2 separate regions of the Ovis aries genome follow, and region 2 is linked to region 1. The links are chromatin contacts, called in public Hi-C maps. All regions are on one chromosome and are shown on one strand. Each heading gives the region's core, a stretch centred on a gene start, on an enhancer-like site or on the middle of the called end of the contact. The rest is flanking DNA. Distances are from core to core; before and after follow the strand shown.

Region 1 (4,684 bases), core at 1,146-3,645:
GTGCAGAACATGGGCAAAAACATGTAAACTGATCAATAAATGACAAGACTAAAAATGCCAAGAGAGACATGAACAAGTTTGGCAAAACAGAGGACATCTTTAAGGTGACTATTCAGGGAAGATCTTTCTGAGGTTTTTTTTCCAAACTCTTTTTTGCGGGGGGGGGCTGTGCTGGGTCTTAGTCGCTGTGGGACTTAGTTCCCTGACTAGGGATCAAACTCAAGTCCCTTGCATTGGGAGCACAGAGTCTTAGCCATTGGACCAACAGGGAACTCCCAGGAGGTGATATTTAAGCAGAGACTTGAGGCATAAGAAGAAACTAGAAGTTAGAAGGGGTGGGGGAAGAACACTCTTGGCCTTCGGCTCAGTTGTCACCATCTCTCTAATTTGATTTCTCTTCCTTTTGAAGCAAGATACAGAGGTCATTAAACAACACAAGTGTAGCTTTAACTGCTGGTCTGGCAGAATCAGGCAGGGTTCATTTCAACCTCTGCTCTGTGCTCAGGAATCCAGTCTCTTAGGCAGGTTCTGGGAGGAGTGATGTGAAAAATCAATTCAGTCGCTCAATTGTGTCCAATGCTTTGCAACCCCAGGGACTGCAGCACGCCAGGCTTCCCTGTCCATCACCAATTCCCAGAGCCTACTCAAACGCATATCTATCCCATCGGTGATGCCATCCAACCATCTCATCCTCTGTTGTCTCCTCCTCCTGCCTTCAATCTTTGCCAGCATCAGGGTCTTTTCCAATGAGTGGGTTCTTTGCATCAGGTGGCCAAAGTATTGGAGCTTCAGCATCAGTCCTTCCAATTAATATTCAGGACTGATTTCCTTTAGAATGGACTGTTAGATCTCCTTGCAGTCCAAGAAGACTCTCAAGGGTCTTCTCCAACACCACAGTTCAAAAGCATCAATTCTTCAGCACTCAGCTTTCTTTATAGTCCAACTCTCACATCCATACATGACTACTGGAAACACCATAGCTTTGACTAGACAGACCTTTGTTGGTAAAGTAATATCCCTTTTAATATGATGTCTAGGTTGTCATAGCTTTTCTTTCAAAGAGCAAGTGTTTTTTAACTTCATGGCTGCAGTCACCATCTGCAGTGATTTTGGAGCCCCCCAAAATAAAGTCTCTCACTGGGATGTGAAAAATACAATCACAGAATCATGAGTCGGACGATGCATGGAGAATCTTATCTTCCCAGCCTTCAGGGAAGTCTACAGCTGAAGGGCTTACGGTCCTCGTGTGCTCTGGGAAGCCACCCAGCTGCTCCGTGGAGGTTGCATCATTGATTTAGGTGAGTTTTCGACAGGAGAAATATTCAGGAGGCAGGACAAACATCCAGATCGAGATCCAGTTATAACACTTCCTGCACCCTGGAAAGGTGAAGTTACTCGAATTTAACATTTTTTTTCAGGTGGAAGTGGCACCTCCTCCCGCCCCTCAGGGCGGCGTCTCCGCCCAGTCCCAACCAACAGCGTGGACCCTGGCCCTGTCCGCGCACCAGGCTCCCTTGAAAGTGAAAGGACCTGGCGTTCCTTCCTACCTCATCTCTTCCGCATCCTCCCGGCACCGCCCCACCGGCAACTTGTTTGGGCTCCTTCTCCAGGCTCCGCCCACCTCCAGCCCTACTTTCCTCCTCCTAACCCCCTCCACCCCGCCCACCGCCCTCCTTCCGGCTCCTCCTCGAGCGGCTACCTTCGGGTTCCCTCCTCCTAGTTCGGCTTCCGGGCCCGCCTCCTTCTGTCCCGCTCAATCTCTCCTCCCTTTTAGGCTTTTCTTCAGCCCCCGCCTCCAACACCATCCCCTAAGGGCCCCTACTTCCCCAAGCTCGCCCGGGCCTGCCTCCACTCTTGACCCCTCCTCTGGGTAGGCCCCGCCCCGCCCACTCCTCTTTTTCATGCTCGCCCTTCCCCGGTCTGCGAGGCCTCCACTGCCTTCCATACTTGTCTCCCGCGCCTCTCTTCTCGGCCTTAGCACCCTCTCGGCTCCGCCCCGCCTTACGCTCCGTACTGCTGTAAGAGAGCGTCTCTTCCCGCCCTAGCCCCGCCTCCTCAGGCTCCCACCTCCGGCCTTCCTCCCTGTTAGGCCCCGCCCCGACCCCTCCTTTCTCTTCTCCCCGCCGAAGCTCTGGACCTTTCCAAGGCTAGGTTGAGGGGGTGGGAAGAGCAGCTGCGTCTCGGGAGCCAGGCTGTTAGGGCGGGGCTGCGGACGCCGCGCAAGCGTCGCCGGGCTCTTTTCTGGAGACCAAGGCGAGGGCAAGGGGTGGCTGGGCCCTGGCCGGAGCGGCGAGCCGGGGCGAGTTGAGAGAAGCCGCTCCGGGCACCCCCACCACCGCGCGCCTCAGTGGTCCGGGCCAAGGGAAGGACTCGCGGCTGCTGGGCTCGCACCGCTGTCAGTGCGGCGGGGTGCGCGAGCAGCGCGGGCGCAGGGCGGGCTGAGCTGAGAGAAGCCGAGGGGGCGACGGGGGCGACTCCCGCGCTTGTACTCAGCTCCTCACGCTGCGGCCGGGGCCGCCTTCTTCCTCCCTCCCTCGCTCCCTCCCTTCCGCCCCCGAGTGCGGCGGCACCGCCTCCTTCCGCGCCGCGCGGCTTCCTCCAGACCTCTCAGCGCGGGTGAGTGGGGGCCGCGAGCAGGGGCGTCTCCTTCAAGGTGCGGGGAGGGGGTGCTCCTGGTTCCGTTTTGGTCACCCACCTCTTCGCGCTGGCCCCTGCTTATTTTTAGAAACTCTTTTTCCGGCCCTTCTGGGAGTCTCGGGAGCCGGAGTAACTCCCAGCCCCCTTCTCTCGCACCTTCCCCTCCACTCGGCCCCGCCGCCTTGGGTCGCCGGCCGGGCCCGCCCGCGCCCGCTCCAGCTCCCGCTCCCGGCCGCCCTGGCGTTCCCTGCCCGCCTCTCCGTGGGCCGGGCCTGGGCCAGGAGTTGGCGGGGTGGGCCCGCGCCCGCTCGGAAGTTGGAGTCTTTTGTGCTCGCGCCCCGCCCCGCCCGCCGAGGGGAGGAGGGGGGGAGTGGAGGCCGCGCCGGGGAGGCCTCGGGCGGGCCCGGCCCCGGCTCCGGGCCAGACCTGGGGCATTTTCCGACTCTCCCTCCCGGGCTGGGTCTGCGGGATCCCCGAGGCGCGCAAAACTGGACCCGCTTGGCTCCCTAAGGACCTGAGCGCCTCCTCGGTCCCCGCCTCTCGCGGTCCTGGGCTCGTGGCACACCTTGGGCTTCTTACAGGAACAACAGTAGGCCCTCGAGCTGGGGCCGCGCGCCGCACTTCACGCAGCCTTTTCCCGGCCGAGGCTCAGCTTGCCTTTCAGTGAACCGGGAGAAAGAAAGTCGCCTTGCAGGGTATTTTGTGGATTCAGGGAGGAAACTGATGTGTGAGAGAAGTGTTTAATACCAACAGGTAACATTTAACGGACTTGACGCAGGAACTTCGGCAGCCTGTTTCATAGAATGCTCAAGACGGCCTTCTGAGGTTACCCCTATTTACAAAAACAGAAATCAAGGCTCCGAGATGTTAAAGAATGTGTTCCAAATCACAGTGTGTAGCCACCGAAGTGTAAAGCCGTAGTGCTGGTGTCTGTTATTTATTTCTTAGTGTGAGCTTGTGTAATCTCTTAGTGCAGAACGGATTTTGAGTCCCATCATTAGATGAGAGACCTATCTCCGTCCTCCCTGGTTCACGGGCCAGTGTCCACTATGGATGAAATTCCATTCTGAATCTGTGCGAGGTCGGAGGGAAAGGAAGTAATTACAAATTTCTTGCTAATATTGCCCCTTAGAAGTGGATGGATACAGAGGATTCCAGATTTCCAGCACACTAAAGTTCCCTGGGGTGTTTGGCTCAAGGAAGGCGTAGGTCATTTAAAGCAACGAGGTCCATCTTTTGTTTGTTTATGGCATGTTCCTCCAAATCTTGTCTATTCTGTACTGTTTAAAGGGAGGGGGAGCAGAAAGTGGCTCAAGTCAATTGCTTAGACTCTCCTGCTTTCAACTAGAGATTTATTTCTCTTATTTTCAGATAAGGCCCAGAGGGGTAAAAGTGGACTAAAATTAACTTTGGCAAGTGTTCTAGTTTTCCAGTGTGTTTGATGCCTGGTGTGTAAAGATCAGGCAGGGGTGTTCCTAGGCCAGGTCTTGAGTCTACTGATATTTGCTGTAGTTCTCTGGAGTCTGGAGGATCCCTTTTCCAAGATGGTGGATTTAAGAGTAGTGGTACATAGGACTGCCAGGGGGTCCTCTCTAGTCTTAAATCTTTTCCTGCCTTTTCCCTCTTTCCCCTTAACTGAACCTCTGAAAGGGGAAGTAAGTTGTCTAAATTCACGGACTGCTTTAGTGACAGAATCAGAACTAGGATTTCAGTCTTCTGACTCCCAGTCCAGTAATATTTTTATTTCTACCATAGTTTGCCACCTTTTGAAAGAACACTAAACTAGTTATTCAGGCCTTAAGACCCAGAATCCCAAGTGAAATGAAATCACCAGGAAGTTATTTAGTCCCAGCATTAAAAGGAAGCCAGGTTTTGTGCGCTGTAAAACAAATCATGCAGTATTTGTCCTTTTGTGACTGGCAGAGCAGGCAGTCTCATAAATTACCACTTCTGTTGCATAGTACTTTGTTTATGTTTTATAGTTCTCTTTTGTAACCATTATCTGATTTCATTTCTCATCTAGTTCAGTAAGGTAGCTTGTAGCGTT
Region 2 (4,619 bases), core at 27-2,526, 52 kb after region 1:
CTCTAAGCTCATAAGTTAATCATAGCATGCCAGGATTGAAAGAGACCTTAGAGATCAGTAGTTCATACATTGGTCCATTCAACAAGTGCCTGCTACTTTCTTTTTTTTAAGATGGACCATTTTTTAAAGCCTTCATTGAATTTGTTACAATATTGCTTCTGTTTGATGTTTTGGTTTTTGGCCCCTTAGGGCTTAGGTTGGAGAGGGGACAGCTGAGGCCAAATATAGGACTCTGAGGTCCATTTGGCCTATGGGAAAATGAGGCTAATATTCAGGGACATGTAGCAAGTTAGTAGTAAGGCCGGGATGGTAACTCTCCTGGTGCAGCCTCCCTTCTCTTGCCTCCCTGCTTCCGTGCAGCTATTTATCCAAGATTAACTTGGATCCCATTTACTTCCTTTATTCTCCTCTCCCTCATTTAGCTCTTTCTCTCTTGAATAAGTTAGTTGACCTCAGAGAACAATTTTCTTATCTGTAAAATGGGGGTATTATCTTGAAATTAAAAATTAAAAAGCATTTTTAAGCCACTGATCTCATTTTTTTTGGTATTATTCTTGCTCTTTGCAGATACAGATACCACGTTAAGTTTCAGTATATGCCTGTGTTCCAGTTGTTGCTATTTTCTAGCTGTGTAAATTTGGACAAACTGTCTTGACCTCACTCTTAACTGTTTTTCCCACCAGAGTCCTAAAATTCCATTTCATAACCGTTTGGAAACTTGACTTGTTTACTTTCTCACCCTGGAGTGTGCTGCTGTTGATGACTTGCAGTGGCAACTGGGCTGGCCCTGTGTGATTTGAAGAGGACAGTATGAGAGGCAAGACAACTGGGTACCTGGAGGGTATTAAATCAAGGATTGGCAACTCCTCATAAGTCAGACGATTTCTGGGGACTTCCCTGGTGGTCCATTGGTTAAGAATCTGCCTGCCAAAGCACTTAGTTGCCATGGGACAACTAAACCCTTGTGCCACAACTACTCGAGCCTGTGAGCTGTAACTACTGAGCCCAAACGCTCTAAAGCCCCTGCTATGCAACAAGAGAAGCTACCGCAGTGAGAAGCCACTGCACTGCAACTAGAGAGTAAACCCTGCTCATAGCAACTAGAGAAAACCCCCCTGCAGCAAAAACGACCCAGCACAGGAGTCTGGGATTAGTGTCAATGGTGAATTAATTCGGATTATGTTCTGGGAATAAGTGAGGTTGCCAGCTCCACTGAGTGGAAGAACCAGCAGTGCACAGGCACTCTTGCTTATGCCCTGGAAAAAGACAAGTATGTTGGTGGCAAGTGTCCAACATGACCTGACTGGCTGCCCACAGGCCATCTCTGCCATTCAGGACATCAGCCACTGGCCCTGCCAGCCCTCTGGCAAGGTTGCTGTGATTTGATAGAAAGAGCCCAGTCTCTGGATTTGCACAAATGTGAGTTCAAATCCCTGTCTGCCAACTACTGATTTGTGTTCCTTGTTTAGTTTTTCAACTAGTTCTATAGTTCTTTAAAATTCTTAGAGCCAGTGCCTCTGTCTGTAAAATAGTGTTGTTGAGGGAATTCCTTGGTGCCTAGTGGTTAAGATTCTGGGCTTCCACTGCCACAGCCTGGGTTCAATCCCTGGTCAGGGAGCTGAGATCCCATCCTACAAGCCTCATGGCATGGCCAGAAAAAGAAAATAGTGCCTTTGATACCTACTTTGGGGGTTGTTGTGAGGATTCAAAAATACCTTAGACAAATAGGTCTCACACAATAGCTGATCCTGAGTTAGATGAATAGCAAGTTGATCTACTGCTGTTAGCTCTTTGAAGACTAGTATCCTTGGGACGTGACATTCAAGTCAGTGCTGCTCTGATTCTCTCACTATTTCCCTACTCACCCCCAGAAGTCGACCTGACCTCTCCTTTCCTTCCTCAAGTTCAGACCCCAGAAATACGAGACAGTCTGTTTCACCAGGTGGCATATCTATGAGTAAGCAAGATTGTTACACAGCAGACATACAGGGCCAGGGCAAGTAGCTCAGGCAGCAGCTGATGAACAAAAGGCTTCTCTCTGTTCCTAATAAATTGGTCCTTGGGGACCCTAGCTTTGAAATTCTAATTGACACAGGAAGGAAAAGATTCATTAGGCTCTGGACTCATTAAAATGCTCTGCTGCTCACCTACGATTTATTCTTGGCACTTCATCAGGAGGAATTAAGTAAACCAACAGGCTGGGAGGCTGCTGACAGCACAGTTCATATACTTGGCTGGTGCTGCTCATGGGGTGTGGATATGGGGCCTCCCATACTCTGAAGCACACAGCTGGCCTCAGAGGTTTCTCACCCTTAGCATGAGTCTAAGTCTCATCTATTGTCAGTGCTGAGAGGACCTTTTGAGATCATTCATAGATGTTAGCTCATTCATAGATGGTCCACAGAAGAGGGGCTTGCCTGAGATCACTGAACCACAGCAGTGGTAGAGCTAGAATTAGAAACAGTCAGTCCTCCTGACTTCCAGGCCAGGAGTCTCTCCCCTGCATCACCTTTGGATTTCTTGATCCAGTATTTCATTCATTCAGCCATCAACAGATACTTTTGTTGATACATGTTATGTGCCAGGATTCTATGATAAAACAGATGGGGGGTGAGAAGGGGGGTGGAGAGGGAATACCTGAACCAGTATTATGGGTGACTAGAAAGGCCTCCAAATCTGAGGGCTGAATAGGAATTAGCTTGGCTAAGAAGCATATGAAGAGTAATCAAGCCTGAGGGATCACTGCCTACAGAGGCTGGGAGACTCTTCAGTAATGGAAAGTCTTGCTAGGGTGGAGGAATTGAGGAAGGGATGAGAAGATGAGTCAGCCTATGAGGTTGGGGCTACTTTCTCTTAGAGGAACTCTATACCTGGAATTAGGAGTCCTGGATGTTGTAGATGTATTTCTGTTGCCAGTATTTATTTAGTGTCTTTTTGGTGTGCCAGTGTTGGACACTGAGATACAAAAATGCATAAAATATATGTAGCTCTATCCCCTGAGATCTGTTCGTTTAGTGATGCAACAAACTAATAAATAACTCCTATAATAAATGCAAGGAGTAATTGGAGGAAGTCAGAGTTGAGCTGTGTTACTGTCAGGATTTTCTGTGAGTTTGATGATCTCACCTGTCAGTTTAGTGGTAACCACTGTCCTGTGTAGCTAATGACCTGATGGGAAGACAGCTCTGTAATGACTGGTGTTTGTGTGGTATTTGTGAGTTACAAAACACTCTTTCATCATTAATTGAATCTTAACCGTAACCTTATAACTTGGGAAATTTCTCAGCAATTTACAGATGAGAAAACTAAGGCTGAAAGAGGTTGAGGCTTGTTTATGGTTTTATAGCTTTTGATTAAGAAAAGCTAGGGATTAGAAACCCAGATCTTGTGCTCTTTTTTGCAGTACAGTGGCTCTGAAAAGATACTGAAAAGTAGAAAGATGGCAGCTTTTCTGTTCCATACTTGTAAGCCTGGTTTCCCTTTCCCTTCACTTGAAATGCAAAGAATGACTTCACTATGAGAAAAAGCGACTTAAATTGGCTGGGAAGAAAGAAAAAGAGCTTATTTCAAGTCTTACTCAGATTGGGCTCTGAACTTTTAAAATCATGTGTTCCAATGTTCTTGTCAGCTCCCACTATTCCATCTCATGCCATTTACAGAGTGCTGTCTTAGCTACTATGTAATTGGCTACCAAAGGCAATTTGTGGGGTAGACAGAGCCTGCTTTACAGGTGTGTAAGCTGAGGCCCACAGAAACGAAATATTTTGCCCAGAGTCACTGAATTATTCATGGCAGAGTGAAGATGGACACCACAGGTGCTCCTAAGTCATAGAAGAAAGCTCCTCTGATTCATTCATTTCACACAATTCTTGAATATACCCTATGAGCCAGAAATTTTATTTTACGAGAGAACCTCTGGTTAGGCTCAAGCTATCTCGATGCAGTGCCTTCCTCTAAGAGCAGGGACTTTTGCTATTTATTTATCTGTCCTCAGCCAAGGCCTGGTTCCAAGAATGCTTTGCTGTTGTTTTTGGCCTTACTCTGCCAGAAGCTGAAGGGAGCAGATGGCCACAGCATTGTGGATTAGAAGGGTGTGATCCCATTCTGGGCTAGAGGATGAGTGAAGAGCCCTGCACCCATCTACTGCTGTTTCTATGCTCAGGTCCCTGCCAAGGTATTTTCTATCCCAGAACAAGGTGAAGCTGGCTAATCCTGCCCCTTCCTCCCACTATGTGCAACATACTTATGGATCTTCTGGATAGATTTCATGCAAAGGATTTTATGATCTGTCCCAAATGACTCTTTGGACCCATTTCCCAGGCATGTATGACGTTTTAAGGGAAATCTGGGATCTTCTTTATCTGCAGATCTCTCAACACTCCCCACCCTCTCTGCTGTTTTTACTTCCAACTGCTTAAGCAGATTGGCTGCTTAGTGTGACTGACAAATAGCCTAAAGAGTAATCAGTACTGAGAAATTGACATGTTTTCTGTTTATCTGAAATCCTAACTGGAAAAGTCTAAGAAACACTATTTTGAGGGAGCAGGACTAAAGGTGAAGTAAGGACGATTGACTTCATGATGGAAAGCCTGCAAGAACCTCAATTACCTCAAAAAAAT

The links. Hi-C and Micro-C count contacts between places; a contact is called where the count stands out from the background.
Region 2: a contact with region 1 is called in a Hi-C map of tail adipose tissue, with 2.5 times the contacts expected there. The contact joins the enhancer-like site here to the promoter of RALY in region 1. A contact is called at or near these places in 5 of 16 Hi-C or Micro-C datasets (blood, mesenteric adipose tissue, muscle and 1 more).

Annotation. Positions count from the first base shown.
Region 1 is chr13:63,391,487-63,396,170 of ARS-UI_Ramb_v3.0, forward strand. It overlaps RALY (RALY heterogeneous nuclear ribonucleoprotein), which reads left to right and starts at 2,396. Exons shown (of 8, transcript XM_042230347.1): 1 at 2,396-2,616. LOC121816258 (a long non-coding RNA gene) reads right to left here and starts at 1,987. Exons shown (of 2, transcript XR_006055771.2): 1 at 1,948-1,987; 2 at 56-1,377.
Region 2 is chr13:63,444,840-63,449,458 of ARS-UI_Ramb_v3.0, forward strand. The region is part of intron 1 of RALY (RALY heterogeneous nuclear ribonucleoprotein); the gene reads left to right. Among named protein-coding and RNA genes, the nearest start is that of RALY, 53 kb to the left of the region's middle. Within about 2 kb of position 1,277, at least 5 of the 54 cell types and tissues checked have an H3K27ac peak or open chromatin away from gene starts, as enhancers often do. A contact at or near this core is called in tail adipose tissue, where this site is marked.